2 separate regions of the Anser cygnoides genome follow, and region 2 is linked to region 1. The links are chromatin contacts, called in public Hi-C maps. All regions are on one chromosome and are shown on one strand. Each heading gives the region's core, a stretch centred on a gene start, on an enhancer-like site or on the middle of the called end of the contact. The rest is flanking DNA. Distances are from core to core; before and after follow the strand shown.

Evidence for each region. A called contact is a pair of places that touch in the nucleus more often than the background predicts.
Region 2: a Hi-C map of liver shows a contact between it and region 1, with 2.3 times the contacts expected there. The contact joins the enhancer-like site here to the promoter of VIPR2 in region 1. A contact is called at or near these places in 4 of 7 Hi-C or Micro-C datasets (fetal liver, granulosa cells and liver).

What each region holds. Positions count from the first base shown.
Region 1 is chr2:10,947,418-10,951,137 of Taihu_goose_T2T_genome, reverse strand. It overlaps VIPR2 (vasoactive intestinal peptide receptor 2), which reads left to right and starts at 1,442. Exons shown (of 14, transcript XM_048050545.2): 1 at 1,442-1,809.
Region 2 is chr2:11,060,863-11,064,794 of Taihu_goose_T2T_genome, reverse strand. No RefSeq gene overlaps it. Among named protein-coding and RNA genes, the nearest start is that of ZMYND11, 20 kb to the left of the region's middle. Within about 2 kb of position 1,329, at least 3 of the 3 cell types and tissues checked have open chromatin away from gene starts, as enhancers often do. A contact at or near this core is called in fetal liver and liver, where this site is marked.

The sequences.
Region 1 (3,720 bases), core at 193-2,692:
ATTTCACCCAGAGTGGTTGCATTTAATGACTGCTTTCTTAGACATTCATCTCACAAAGTGCAAGAAATAACTTCTAAAGAAAAAGATAGTAAGGATTTTCCAAAACCTTGAAATAATAAGACATCAGATTCCTGTAATAGGGAAAAAATAGATAAACTGTCCTGAGATTGCTATTTCGGAAAGCCGTATAGCTCTTAAGAAAGTGCTAAGAGCACCCCCAGCCAGCATATGTCAGCAACCAGGAGTCCAAAGGGGAACCCTGGACGCTGGTCTCAGGAATCAGGGGGGATGCAATGTGCAATTCTTCATTTCCAAGAGGTTTGACCTGGGATTCTGCCCTGGAGTCTGAGAGCTAGCGGCATACCCGGGTTCTTCTCCAACCCAGCTGTTTTAGGAGTAGGCGCAATTTGACATTTCAGTTCAGCTGTCCTGCACAGAACAAAGTCAATCTGAAGGGGTACAATTTTCTGCTGTAATGAAAATATTTTCATTACTTGATCATATGCCATCCTAGAAAAAGGTTTTATTTCTACATTAATATGTCCCTCTGCTCTCAGCATGCAGGTCATAACACTGTTCATTACAGTTTGTAGTGTTTCTTTTTAATGATATCGCAGAGGTTATAATCAGATCTATGTTCTTAAAATATGAAGGGAATTTTCTCAAATACATTAAAAAAATATGAAAATTCTCTTCAGCTTTGTCCCAGAAGTGTCCTTGGCTTTGCTTATAGCTAATTATTTTGGGTGGCATAAGACTATTTAGAAGTCTTATGTTGCCTACTGAGCCCCTTTCAGTATATACCACTGAAATTACAGCACATGTGAGACAGCAGAAAGATAAATCTAATTTATTCTCATTCTCAGCTAAAAGCCAGCACATGAACTCTGCTTTTTCTGTGACAATAGACATGGATTAACATGATTCTCACTTTATTATATATTGTAAATGCCTTGTGAGGCAAAAGCAATATCTATACCCCAGTATAAACTGCCCGGCAATCTTACAAAGTTGCCTTAAAACATTGTGCTGTATTGACACCTCGAAAAAAAAACAGCTAGGGGGCACGAAAGGTTTTGTAATACAGTTGCTGATCTGCCCAGGGGTCTCTTGGCTGACCCCACATCACCGTGTAGGTTTGTGTGTGCGTGTCTGCTCCGGGGGGACCGGGCCCGATCGCCTCGGTGTTTTGACAGGCAGCAGGGATCCCAAAATCCCAAAGCTGGCACCGGTGCCCCGGCACACCGTCGGGACGGGCACCCGGGACCCTCAAAAAGAAGCCTGAGGGGGTTTCTCGGGCTCCTGGAGGCTGGCAGCGAGGGGCGAGCGCTGCCCACAGCCCCATGGCGGCGCGGGAGCACCTGAGGGGCGGCGGGAGCGACCCACACCTCATGAGGGGAGCGGGAGCGGCGGCAAGGGGGAGGAGGAGAAAAGCCAGCGGCGGAGAGGGGCTGAAGAGAGAAGCGGGAGGGAAGCGAGCCGGGGCGTAGAGGAGGAGCTGAGAGGCGGCGGGCAGGGACTCGGCGGGGCCGGGAGCTGACGGCCGCCGGAGCGGGCGGCGGCGGGGGCAGGTGCGGGAGCTGCCTTCAGCCGCAGGGCGGCGGCCGCCCGCGGGGCGGGGGGCTCGGCTCGGCGCCCCGGGCAGCGGCGGCCCCCGGGCCCTATGGTGCCGCGGCGGGACCCGGCTCCTGCTCGCCGCTTTCCGAGGGGGCCCGCGGAGCGGCGCGGGGCAGCGGAGCCCAACGGCGCTTGGCTGGCATGAGGAACCTGCCGATCCTCCTCCTCCTCCTCTGCTGGAGCCTGGGGCGGGTAAGTCACCCTGCGGCGGGAGGGTAGCGCTCGCCCCTCGCTCCGCACCGCCAGCCCTGCCCCGTCTGCCCCGCTCCTGTCCCGGAGCCGCCTGTGGCGGTTCCCTCACAGCTTCCCCTGTCCCCCTGAGGGGGCTCCGAGGCAGCCGTAGCAGGTGCGAGGGACCTCGGCTGGGCAAACTCTCTCCGGGCGGGAGATACGCGACTTCTGCCGCTGTAATTGCGGAACGGCGAATGATCCCCACCCATCCACAGGGATTTGGGGCTCCTCAGCCCCGCCGGCACCCCGGCAGGTGGCGGTGCCGGGGGGACCCCGCGCCCCCGGCCGCTCCTCAGGGGCCGGGACGGCTCCTGCCCCGGCCGAGCTGGGCTGAGGGGAACGGGCGGCGGGGCCGGACTCCCCGGGCCGGCGGCGGTTGGGTCTTGTTCCCGGTGGTTGTGGCTTCTTCCCGGTTATTGTGGCTTGTTCCCGGTAGCTGTGGGTTGTTCTCGGTTGTTTTAGTTATCTCGGCTGTCCCCGAAAACTACTTCACCGAGAGTTTCTGCAGACACCGCAGAGCATTGCCTTGGTACGGTCTAGAGGGTCATTAGCAATTGTAGTACGTGCACAGTTAATTCCTCTGTAATATTAACATAAAAAAGCATTCAGAATATTAAAATAGTTTCTTTTAAGGTATCTTCCTTCAACATCTCTATATTTTTAAGTGTTTCTTCAGTTGTAAGAAACTTCGGTTTCTTGCAGTCTTTAAAAGTCTACAATGTTTCCAAAAACATGACCTCAAATAAAATAATAATAAAAATCTACCCTCTGAATCTTACCGTTTTGTTACTGTAAATTTAAAATCTGAGACCATTTCCAACAAGAGTTGGGAAAACATGCTGAAGGTAAATGTAAACTACTTGTCAAACAAAATGTTTTTGCCAACTGATTGCTATTCTGGGTGCCTTAAAGGTTGTTCAGCCACTAAGAATGCTGAGAGACTCTTCAGCTGGATTTCCAAGTCCCTGTGTACCTTTGTAATACACACTACAGTGCACACAGGTCTGTAATCACTACTTACAAAGAATAGCCTACACTTGGTAAAGCAGAAGGAAAGACAGATACGCATATCTGGCTGGCCCTGAAGGCTGGTGAGTGCCCTCAAAATTCATTTTGGGGTTCTCGATGTGTTTCGGGACACCATCAGTGCCACACAGGACTGAGCCCTAAATCTCCTTAGCTGGGTGAAGTACATCTGAAGGAAACTGGGCTGTGTATTGGAACAAAGTATGTTACGGTTTGGCATGCATCCCGTATTTGAAAAGTAATATTGCATTACCTTAGGGTAGTACCAAATATATGTTCTCGAAGTAATCTTCAATATTAGATCACCGGTAGTGGGAAAGTTGTGGTTCTTTTCTAAGTACTTATTTTGCAAATTTCATTCACGGAAGTAGCTGCTTTGATTTACTCCTCATTTATTTAACATTTCCATTAACTGGAATCCACCTTTCCAACACCCATTAATTCTTATACTTTTTGATGAGTAGGAGGTCTACTGTCAGCTAGTGAATGCTTGCAATTGACAAAATAACATTTTTTTTTTTTTTTTACAAAATCTGTTATATGGAAGGAAAATGCATTAAAAGTCATTATGTTTACATGAGCCTTTTATTCTAAGTAGGAGCTATCTGGAAAGCACATAATACATAACAATATGCAGTTATTTTCAGTTTAACTCTGAACTTTCTACGATAACTGCTAGGAATCCTAATTTAAGTTAAGGATTTGTAAAAATTCCTTTAAAAAAATACCTGCCCAGAAAGCTTATAATTTAAATAGTCAAAATATGGAAAATGGAAATAAGGTTCTGTTTTCATAGATGATGAAATGACAAACTTTGAGGAGAAGAGACAGATTTCTGGAGTTTCC
Region 2 (3,932 bases), core at 80-2,579, 110 kb before region 1:
TCAGCTACACTTCTGCTATTCAGCTGAGTCCAGTATGTAATGCTTTTCTCATCTCACTCTCATATAATTATGTTTATAGAACTGAAAGCACAACGGAAGAGCAATAAAGCCTGAATGTTGATGGAAATGGAGCACAAACACTTGACATCTTTCTTCCTGAGAAAGTACAGTGCATGGACAAACATATCAACCAGCACCTTTGGTATGGTTAGTGTATGAAATGCTTTTGTCTTGAAGAATATCTAATAGTGACCAATTTTTACTTAGCCTCTTATCCATAGGATGAACAAGGCATATACAGTCAGTGCTTTGCTGGTAGATAGATGGACTCTTCTTTCCGGTGACTTCAAATAATGGCACCTTGAGATTTTATTGACTAAACTTTGGAATTCTCTGAACATTAAATCCCTTCTAAGTTTCACAAAAGGGACATCTGAAAATTAGGATACCCCTGTCAGTGTGCATTTTTAATGTTCTGAAATAATGAAGATGTTGCTCAGTTTAAAACCTGCCTTGGTTCCCATTTAAATCAATGGTAAAAATCTTGCTGATTTAAATAGGAACAACAACAAGAAAATTGATGTATTTTTCATTTGAGATTTGCAAGCAGTTTTGCTTGTTCAGCATTCAGAACTATGCTCTACTTGAGTTATGCTCATAGGAATTATTTTTTAAATATAGGAAAATACAAAATCCAAAGCTTTCTTTCAAGCCTTAGTCTGCATATTCCCGGGGATTTTAATGCTGTCTCTTTTTAGCAAGTTACATGTATAAATCTGTAAGAAACTGAACATTAAAAAAGTCAGGGTATTTATATGTTGTCTGATATGAGACAGCTATGCATATATAGAAAAAGGAGACATACCACATTTGTTATTTATAATTTAAGTCCTATGAGCAATTTTTCAGAGGAAACTCATTATTTCTTTGAAGAAAGGCTCAGCTGGCATTGAATCTCTATTGGTTATTAGGATTAAGAATAAAATTAAAACAGTGAATCCTCTTATAATAGGGCCAGATCCTCAGAAAGTATAAATGATAACAGCTCAATGGAAGTAAAGCAGGCTATGACGGTTTACATCAGTTTTGGATTTGACCTTCTCCCCAGAAAATTATTTCTCTGAAGATCATACTTCCTATATTTGTCTTACTTTGTGCCTGGCAGAGAATTAATTAACACATAATTGCTTTGGTGAACTCAGGATAAAACTTCTCTGTTCAAGAACTCTATTCATTTACTGATTAACTTGCTTCATGGCTGAGTTAGTCCTGCAGGGTCATGCTGTACTAATGACCAGAGCACAGGAACATTGTCAAGCCAATGAGGACGAGGTAGGCTTGGCGGCATTCCAGGTTCTGTTCAATTAATCACTGAAATTTCAGGAGCTTTGGGGACAGAGTTGAAAAGTAAGTGGAAGAGAAAGTACATGAAGAATTAGATTCATATCCCAGACGGAGGGAGTGGGAGGGAGACCTTACTGGATGAGGCTCAAAGAAAGAGGCATCAAACAGAAATGTGGGGAAATTAAAATAAAAAAAATGCAAAAAAAAAAAAAAGTGACTGTTTTTTTAACTGTTATTTAATTTTATTATTTTTCTTCTTGATCTTTGCCTGACTATGCAGTCTTTAAGTTTGTGTGGCTACTTGCATACATAGAGACCATGCATACATAAAAACTTGTAAGCTTAGATCTCTTTTAAAATTTTCCACTTTCTTTTCACAGTCCAGATTTTCTGCCACAACATGCTATTATATGTGACCTAAAAATTGCTGTGTTTAAGACCCCAAACTTGATAATTCTTGGTAAGGGCATTGAGAATTGCAGATGCTTAATAGCTCACATTCTCAAAGAAAGGTATGTTCTCTGTGATTCCAAATCCCTTTAGCGCTACTGAGATAATGCCATGTGCAATGGAAGGAAAGCAGGCTGCTGAAAGATTAGAAGAGACCATGTTTTTTTCGTAATCAGCAGTTCAGTTATTGATTTTTTTTTTTTTTAAAGTAACACTTCAGCTAAAACCTTTCAGCAGGTGCTGTAATATGCCAGATTCATGTAGGTTAAGGCAAAAGCTGGATTTTATGAAATCAGACAGAATCTTCCTAATTTTGTCTTGGATTTCTGACTAACCATTTTAGACTGCTAAGCCCTGTTCTTTCAAGTGAATTGAAACTGAATTACAGATTATTTTTTTTTTTTCCTAACTAATCCAGGTGATATTTTTCCCAGGGAAAAAATATTTTAGCTTTAGTTAATTGAGTCAACTAAGACGCAATTAAATTCTATTGAAAGCTGAACTCTATTTTCAGTTTCCATATCAATTAATAGATCGGGTGAAAGCTGCACCTAGGAACTTATGTTGACCTGCAAACTCATGTCAAGGTTGCAAACTGTCTGGACTTGAATTATACCTTATGTTATTTAGCTTGACTTCATAACATATTATGAGAACTCAAGTTTTATTCTTGCAAAGATGAGACACTAGTGCTTCAGTTTTTCAGTCTCTAGAATCTGCTTAGTATTTCGATTTAATTTTGAAAGTGAGAAGTGAGACTAAATTAATTATGTTTGCTCAGCTTTCAGAGTGCTGGTCAAAAGGTTCCACAGAGAAAATCAATAAAGGTAGGAGTTGCTAATAAACTGAAATTCGGCACTGGATATCAAATACTATAAGGGCAGTACAATTACAATTGTGCTGTACAAATTGTGAGGACAATTTTGATCATTTTTTAGATGAGAATCGTAATATTGCAACAGCGTTAGATTAATTATAATGGCAGATGAAGGGATTTTTATTTAAAATAGAGTGAGTTTCCAGAAAAAAAAAAAAGGAAAGAAGAAAAAAAAAAAAGGAAATTAAAGGAAATGGGGAAAGGGAAGGGAAGGGAAGGGAAGGGAAGGCAAGGCAAGGCAAGGCAAGGCAAGGCAAGGCAAGGCAAGGCAAGGCTAGGCAAATGAAGGCAAATGAAGGCAAATGAAGGCAAGGCAACGGAACGGAAATGAAGACAAGGCAAGGCAAGGGAATAGGAAGTGTTTCTGAGGCTGTTTTTTTTTGTTTTTTTTTTTTTAATAATTTGGTAAAGTCTAAGCCTCATATTCCAGAGACAAAAAATCCACTACACTGCACATCTGGCCTCTGATATTCTGTATATTATGGCAGAACATTTCTGCAGGAATTTCTAAATATTTCTCTGTGAACCAGTTACTATGGTTTAAAATCCTATCAAATTCCAGCTAACAATATTAATAACATACATGAGATCAAGAGGAGGTTAGACTATTTTTTCAACTATTTATCTTCTTGAACATCTTTCTTCCCAAATAATGAGGAAAATATGCTCTCTTACACTTTTCCCACCCATAGGAGACAGAGTTCTTCATTAAGAAATAAAAGTCTTTGTTAGATTTTTAACCTACCAAAGCAGATAACACATCATGCAAAAAATTCCTCTCTGTTTCTGAGTTAGCTGAGATACAGTCAAATGTTGTAAAACCATGCATTGACTCTAGCTAACATTTGTAGATTACAAAATTAAGTTTTTGAAAAAGATCCAGGAATGTGGCTGTGCTGTCTATCAGACAAACTAATTTAGGTAGTGTAAACCTTGCAACAAGCCTTGAGAAAAATGACTGATGTTACAGTGATACAATATTGACTAAAAAGATGTCTGAGAGTTGTTCTTTAATTTGCTACATCGTTAATGCATTGTTGTCTTTGTACAGTGAGGATGGCATTCATCTAACTAAAGGCTGGTTTTCTTTTGAGCTAGTTACCTCAGTCCATGGAGAAGTAATTACTTTTGTCGGTATGGTCTAGGTGGAAATTAGTCTCTTTCTTTAGGTAGATAGCTGAAATATATCAGAAGAATGGCATCCCACAGTACCTCTTAACCTATAAAGAGACTCTGGAGTGACTAGTTTAGTTGTGAATAT